Regions from separate parts of the Zea mays genome. Here region 2 is linked to region 1. Evidence: chromatin contacts called from public Hi-C data. All regions are on one chromosome and are shown on one strand. The core of a region is the stretch at or near the end of the contact, and the rest is flanking DNA. Distances in the headings are between cores, read along the strand shown. Region 1 holds the start of LOC100272887. Region 2 holds the start of LOC103641500.

Region 1 (3,989 bases), core at 591-3,090:
ACTCACGCCATGTCTACTGTTCATAGCAACGAATGGCATGGAAAGTGGGCCCGCGCCAAATGCACCACGACAGGAGCCCAACAACCCATGCACGTCGCTCCATAGGGGATGGGGAAAGCAGTTTTAGCAGACCCACACATGTATCGCCTTCCATGCATAGAAACGTAGGGAAAGCGGTCTCGGCAACTGCGGAGTGGAGCTGTTTTACTCATCCTAATCTGTCTACCAACCTGGCTACAAACAAAGTCGTACCGAGGCCCCTCAAGCGATAGCGGTGGTGGATCTGCTCGCCGCCGGTGGACTGACGCTCTCCAGCTACTCCGACTCGCCTACGTCCTCCAAGGTATGCACATACGTACATCTGATTTTCTGGCTCACTGACTCTACGGGCATCTTCACAGACCTATCCACCGAGTTCGTGTCGCGTTTATGGGACCTAATGGAGACCGACGCTACCGGGATGGAGGGCATCGGCGGTTAGGCACGAGCCACACGGAGGGCATCAGCGGCAAGTCACTAACCTTAGGCACGACGACGGGTATTGGCGGCAAGGCGCCAACCTTCGACATGACGACGGGCATTGGCAGCAACGTCACTTTTGGCATGACGGCAGGTACTATAGTCAGCATAGGGAGCAGCGCGGCGGTGTTCGACACCACATGGATCTATGGCACAATGCCCACCGCGGGAACCGTCGGTATGACGAGCATCAGTGGAAGGGTGGCCACGGGCAGGATCGGCGGCTTCGACACGATAGGAATGCCTAGGACGGTGAAAGGAGCGACGGGGGGGATGATGGCATGAGCAAGATGCCGCACGGGGTGGCATGTAGTGTTGTCGTAACCGATGAGCATGATGAGCACCATCGTCATGAACGTCTTGGCGGAGAAGAGAGACGAAGTGTCACAAGTCATTTCTAGCGGCTAGGAGAAGTGCTTCCTCAGGAGTGAGGAGCTATAAGGTTGTCGCGCGCTTGCGATGGGTCCTTGGCGAGCATTTTATTGTAGCTCCATTCGAAGCTGAGCGTGTACTATTTCGCCAGAGCTAGGCCAGTTGAGAACGAGATAGAGATGGTTGGTGGTCTTTCAATGCAAAGCATGGACGACAGATACGCGGTGGATGGCTATTGTCCAAGGCATTTGGTTCATTAGTTTATCTGTTTCTTGTAGCTGGATCGGAATTAACCACCCCTCGTGCATGACGCAAGACAATACTGGATAGCACTCAACTCATACATGGCCCATGCGTGCTGCATCATGAACCCCTGCATGGCCTCTGTTTGATAATTGTTGAGACATATTTTCTTCTCTATCGGATTATTGTGCAATAGCCAGAGACATCTTTATGGTTCTATCTGTACATGAATTGTGTGTTTAATGTGTGTGTCTAAGAGAAAATAAAAATGCATAGGTTCAGTGGAAGATGTTATGGATCTTTAAAACCTGCAGTCATACCATGTGTTTATATGGAGTCAATGTCTTGAGTTATAAGTCATCAAGATTGTTATACCATATATAGACCGTAAGAAGCCATCAAGCCCAATACAAAAGGAAGTTATACACACCTCGTTAGTTGAAGAAGGATGAGCTAAAATAAGTGTAATATTTATTATTATCAATTTAACATCTGGTCTATAGATAATATGCTAACTTTGATATTAAATTTATTTATTATTGGTATTTTTTTGGAGGATCAACCGGTTTAATTCGCTCAGCCATTGATTTGCATTGTGGATTGTGGGTACCACCTCATCATTCTCGATCAATATCATGAAATCCAATTGTGTATGCTAGTTGTGTTTAAAAAAACAGTAAAGACGCACACCGGCACACGGCTCCTCCAAGATCGAGAGCTGTAGCTGCAACCTGCAGCAGACGCATATGTCCGTCGCCGCCGCCTTGGGCCGCGCCGATGAGCTCCGCGCGCTGGACGACACCCTCGCCGGCGTCCGCGGCCTTGTAGCGTCTGGTGCGAAGCAAGTTCCTCGCATCTTTCGCGTCCCCTACCCGGAGGAGCTACTCCACCATGAACAACCGCCAGCGGCGGCGACCGTCCCGGTGATCGATCTCAGCGGCGACCGCGCAGCCGTGATCGACGCCGTCCGTGGGGCGGCGGCGGGGTGGGGGTTCTTCCAGGTCACGGGCCACGCGGTGCCCGAGCAGGTGATGTCAGCAGCCGTGGCGGCGATGCGGGCGTTCCACGAAGCCGACGGCGGGGAGGGCAGCGACAAGGCGCGGCTCTACTCGCGAGAGCCCGGGAGGGCGGTCAAGTACCACTGCAACTTCGACCTGTACCAGTCTCCCGTGGCCAACTGGCGCGACACGGTCTACCTGCGGATGGCACCTGACCCTCCCGCCGCCGACGATCTGCCGGAGATCTGCCGGTGAGCATCTTCTCTCTATAGATAGTCTGTCTGTACTGCCCTCTCCATAGCCTGCCTGAGATCTGTACGGCCTTCTCAGAGATCTGCCGGCCTCGTCTAGTCAAGGCAGGGTTTCGTTTTTCAATTACCTGGCTTTAAGATATCTAGGAGCAAGCAACGCTTAATAATAAAATAAACATGGTTAGATCGTTCGGACGATCCTCTATGTAGCATGTGCTTAATGAAATGAATAATAGAAAATGGCTATACCAAACTACTAGTCTACACCGGCAACATATTCGCTTTGAATTGCTAGCAAATTTTGTTCGTTTCGGTGACAATCCATGTAGATTAGATGAGAATGGATGGGTTTATATCCATAGTAAGTTAAAATCTTTTTTAAATTCAATCTCATCTAATCTTTGTAAGATAGGAATAATCGAACAAGATTTCAATGGGAAAGTAGAAAATAGGATAGCTTTGCTACGTGGATAGTTTCTAAGTCCAAACACACGCATCTATCACTCATGCTGGTCTATTTATAACGTCAAATAAATATAACTATAAATGATTATATTAAAAAATACTTTATTTGCATTGCGTTCTTTTTCTTGAGTGAATACTTGTAGACTTGTAGTATACCCATAATACTAGCTAGTCATATACTTGTCAAATAAATATAGACTACTTCTAACCTTCAAATAATAAAATAATTTGGATACTTTGTTAACACTTCTTAAGTGGTTTTTTTTATTTTTTAACTAACATTTTTATTCTAAATTATAAGTCTTTTTTATTTCGTATGTATTATTGTTATTATACATCTAGATATAATATATATACAAAAAAAATATATAGAAAAGTTAAAATATCTTGCATTTTAGATTGGAATGAGTGAAATACGATGGCACGCCGCACATCATTGTGACATCCTTGTCAGACCACTTACCAGCCAACCACTTCTTAATATTGCTTTTGCCGGTTTGTCGGATTTTTTTTCGAAAACAAAACAGGCAGGAGTCTTATATTGATAAGGATTGCAGTAAGACTATTTCAATGGTAATTTGGTAGCACTCTTTCCAACTGTGATACATCATCAAAAGTACTATAAAACTATAAATGAAACAATACCTCTCAATGCAATATTTCACTTTACTATTTTATATACTAACATACCAATTAAATGTTGCAACTCAATAGCCAATTGTAATTAGTAAAACATATGAAGATGGAACAAATCACTCTTAATGAAGGTTTCACATGGTTTTCAAGACCTTGGAAGTTGACATGATTTCATCCCAATGAAACTAATTTTCTCGTCCCATAAAACTCAATCCAATTAAATACTATGTCATATCATCAAAAAATATGATATGTCGCACTATTAAATGTGCATGAAACCACCATTGAGAATAGCCTAAGGCAAGCTTAAAGCAAATAGCAACTACAAAAGCACCAGGCGGATCGGCCAAAGAAAACCGCACAGGCCCCCACAGCAAAATTAGTCTACAAAACCTAGAACCTAGCCTTGCTTAAGCCAAATCCCACCGCAGGCAAAACAGTCCTCGACTATGGACCCAACCTCGACGATAAAGTGGCCAAATGCCTAGCCTCGGCCACCTTCCAG
Region 2 (3,989 bases), core at 655-3,154, 150 kb before region 1:
CGACTAGGCGCTAGGCAATGGGTCACCGCCTAGATTCCGCCTAGCGCCTAGCTGAACCTTGTTATCAATTAACTGCTGGTTTTGTAGTTTTGTATTCCTCACCAAGGCACTATGTGATCAAGGCAACCAGGGTCCAACTCAACCTCTTGGCGTGATCACCTGACGAAATCATGCTCTGATCAATGACAGGGAAACAGAAGTATCTCAATGTACGGCTCTCTGAATAAAGCAAAGAACAAGCCCTTCTTCGTAGTTAACTGCAAACAGTTTCGTGCTTGTAATACCAAGCTGGAAATACTCCCAACTAAGATAAAAAACATAACGTACAGTACAGAACGAGCCAAGATGACCACAATGAAGATTTCATAACTTGCAAGAACATCAAAGGTAGGTCAAGAAAAGAAAAACAAAGCCACTTTGGCCCAAAGTTAGCTATACATCAAGGTGAGTGATATATTGGAGTTAAAGAGTCCCAAAAAATTTGGAGTGACATTGTCAGAAGCCTAACGATTGCAGTGGCTTTTCTCGCACTGGTGCTGAATGCAGAATCAGTTAGTGGAGTATTCCAATACTAAACAGAACATGGTTTCTAACTCTCCAAAGAATTTAGATTGCCCTGGTAACTCATAGTAAAAACAGATAGAAGTTTGGGTGACATGGATCTTACAGCTTGAAAGCATGTATTATAATGCTTCCCCCAGAGCCGCCGCCACCCTTGAGACTGCCAACACCACCTTCAGCAAGCACCTGTCCATCAACATTCAGAAAGCCGGATGTCCTAAGCATGACACGGCCTCCACCGTACCCTCCAAACTGACCGGCGGACATGCTGCCACCCATGCTGCCATAGCTCCAAGGCCAATCCAATGTCGACCACGCGTACACATCACCTCCCCAGTTGGTGTCATTTGACACTTTACATGATGCACCCCTCCCACCATGTCCACCACCTGCCCCTTCCAGGCTGTGCGGCGTCCCACTCGTCTGAGGAGGAGGCTCACCGGCGAGTGCAGTGGTGTTGATGGTGGAGTGGTGATCCAACGACACATTGGCCGCGTACAGGCTTACCGACCCTGCAATCACCTCAACATGCTCACCAATCCTGACGCTCCCTGAGACATTGACGGTGATGTAGCACCCCCTGAAGGGGCAGATGATCTTGACATGGGGCCGAATCTCCACACTCCCGTCGCCATATACGCACAGATCACCGTCCAGCGAAGAGCTGGAACTTATGACGCAGGTGGTGTTGAACGACCCGGAGCCGTTCAATTCCTCGCAGGACCTCGAGTTCGCGGAGTATGTCTGGCACGGGAGCTCACTGCGAAGCCCCGCGGCATCCTCGCCGTCACCGCCGCCAAACTCAACAGGAACCAGCGCCAAGCGGTCATCGTACCACGTCTCCGATACCAACGTGAGCGCCGATACAGTGTGGTTCCCCCAAGCGCCAACCAACGAGGCGGCCGCGAGAAGGACCGCCCACCACGCGACGCACCTCATCGTCGCTGCCGCCGGTCACTCCGAACCATTGCTCTGCTCCACGAGCGCGGAAGCGAGCAGAGAAACCGGAACGCCCCGCTCGCTGGCAGCGTCCCCCGATTCAGCGCCGGAAGGAAACGGATCGTGCGGCGGCGGCGCACGCAACCGCCACGCCCGAGGAGAATGCGGCGGCGGGCGGATCGGCGCGGATCTCGGAAGCCAAGCGAGAGATCTCCAAAGCCTAGCGCCCGCGCGCGCACGGCGAGGGTGATGGATGATGGGCGAGTCACACAGTGGAGGGAGCGGAAGAGGAAGCGCAGTGTGCTTGCTGCCGCTGGCGAGGACTTGTGAGTGGCGAGGACAGAGAAAGTAGAGAGAGAAGGCGAAGAGACGCTCCAGCCTCTCCAGCAGGGGCGATTTGCCCCGGTGGAGCCCGCGGAGGCAGTGGCAGCTCCGCAGCTGCAGCAGCGGCCAGCGAGAGATGAGTCCACGGCACGCTGTGTTTCCTCTTCTGCTCCTCATCCCTATCTTCCATTTTGACTGCCGTGACCTTGAGCCCGTGACCGTGAGCGAGAATTTATTTTCTTCCTTCCCGCGAGAAAAATAAAATTGGCCGCGGTGGGGTCTCCGTCGCGATCCCGGGTACGGGTGAGCTCGGCGGGCGTGGCCGTGGCGTGTGGTTCTAGACTACGGGCTGCATCGCTGGAGAGTGGTCGGGAGCTTTCTTTTAGTTTTGATTATCTTTTCCAGATAAGTCAAAATATCAATCTTAAAACAATGCAACCGGCTACCGGCTACGACTGGGACACAGATCTCTTATATCCTAAAGCCTGTTTGTTTCGGCTTCTGGCAGCTTCTGGCCACCAAAAACTGTTGTGGACTGTCAAACGCTCAACTTTTTAGCCAGCTTCTATAAAATTCGTTGGAACAAAAACCATCCAAAATCAATATAAACATATAATCGGTTTAGTCGTTGTAATAGTAGGAATCCGTCATTTTCTAGATCCTGATCCCTATGAACAACTTTATCTTCCTTCACACATAATCGTAATGATACTCAGATTCTCCCCACAGCCAGATTTTCAGAAAAGCTGGTCAGAAAAAAGTTGAACCAAACATGCCCGTAGTCCCCTATTTCGTATTGGATTTTATGATGTTTTTTGTGGGTAAAATATATTTGTGATATATATGATTGTGTTGTTTGAGTCGTTGTTTGTTTGTGTCTAGGACTATATAAACTAGCTTATAGATTATATAAGATCAGCTTATGAATTATCATAATTTAGACATCTAGATTTGTGTTGTTCGTTTACCGTTTAACTTATTTAAGCTGGATTATATAATATAGAGGGTAAACAAACAAGGTCTGAGCCCTAAACTTTTGATTGGTGGGGTTGTTCGTTTTGGATAAAAGTCAGTTGTTCGGACTGATACAGTTGTGATTCATAAAGACAAAAACATTGTAGAAACAGTAGAAGCCAGTACGGATTAAAGCCAAGCGAACAGGCTCGGTGCGACGACTCGACCAGATTTATAAGAGATCAAGTATGAAAACCACCCGGCTGGCAGTGATTTAGCACACTTGAGCCCATATATAACTGAGAGCACCTAGAGGGGGGTGAATAGGTGATCCTGTAAAACTTGAACTTAATGCCACAAAAACTTGGTTAAGCGTTAGCACAGTATTGCCAAGTGGCTAGAGAAGAGTCTTAGCGAAACACAATAACCACAAGAGAATCAACACAGGTAGACACAGTGGTTTATCCCGTGGTTCGGCCAAGTACAACACTTGCCTACTTCCACGTTGTGGCGTCCCAACGGTCGAGGGTTGCAATCAACCCCTCTCAAGCGGTCCAAAGACCCACTTGAATACCACGGTGTTTGTTTTTCTTTTCTATATCCCGTTCGCGAGGAATCTCCACAACTTGGAGTCTCTCACCCTTACAAAGATGTTCACAAAGAAGCACGGAGTAAGGGAGGGATTAGCAACTCACACAAGACACAAAGATCACAGCAAATACGCACACACAAGACCCAGACTTAAGCTCAAAAGACTAGCACACTAGAACGGAGCTCAAATCACTAGAATGTCGAACAAGTGCGCAAGAATGGAGTGTGAGTGATCAAGAGTGCTCAAGGAATGCTTGGTCTTCTCCTCCATGCGCCTAGGGGTCCCTTTTATAGCCCCAAGGCAGCTAGGAGCCGTTGAGAGCAATCAGGGAAGGCAATTCTTGCCTTCTGTCGCCTGGCGCACCGGACAGTCCAGTGCACCACCGGACACTGTCCGGTGCGGATTTCCTTCCTTATTTGGTGAAGCCGATCGTTGGCAGCCTTGGAGCCGTTGGCGCACCGGACACTGTCCGGTGCACACCGGACAGTCCGGTGCACCCTCCCGGCCGTTGGCTCGGCCACGTGTCTCGCGCGGATCGCGCAGCCGACCGTTGGCCCGGCCGACCGTTGGCTCACCGGACAGTCCGGTGTACACCAGACAGTCCGGTGAATTATAGTCG

What was found. Hi-C and Micro-C count contacts between places; a contact is called where the count stands out from the background.
Region 2: a Hi-C map of leaf shows a contact between it and region 1, with 3 times the contacts expected there. The contact joins the promoter of LOC103641500 here to the promoter of LOC100272887 in region 1. A contact is called at or near these places in 13 of 25 Hi-C or Micro-C datasets (bundle sheath, ear, endosperm and 4 more).

What each region holds. Positions count from the first base shown.
Region 1 is chr10:101,758,206-101,762,194 of Zm-B73-REFERENCE-NAM-5.0, reverse strand. It overlaps LOC100272887, which reads left to right and starts at 1,840. Exons shown (of 3, transcript NM_001147340.1): 1 at 1,840-2,383. The coding sequence starts at 1,881.
Region 2 is chr10:101,908,279-101,912,267 of Zm-B73-REFERENCE-NAM-5.0, reverse strand. LOC103641500 reads right to left here and starts at 1,904. Exons shown (of 22, transcript NM_001365042.1): 1 at 668-1,904. The coding sequence starts at 1,500.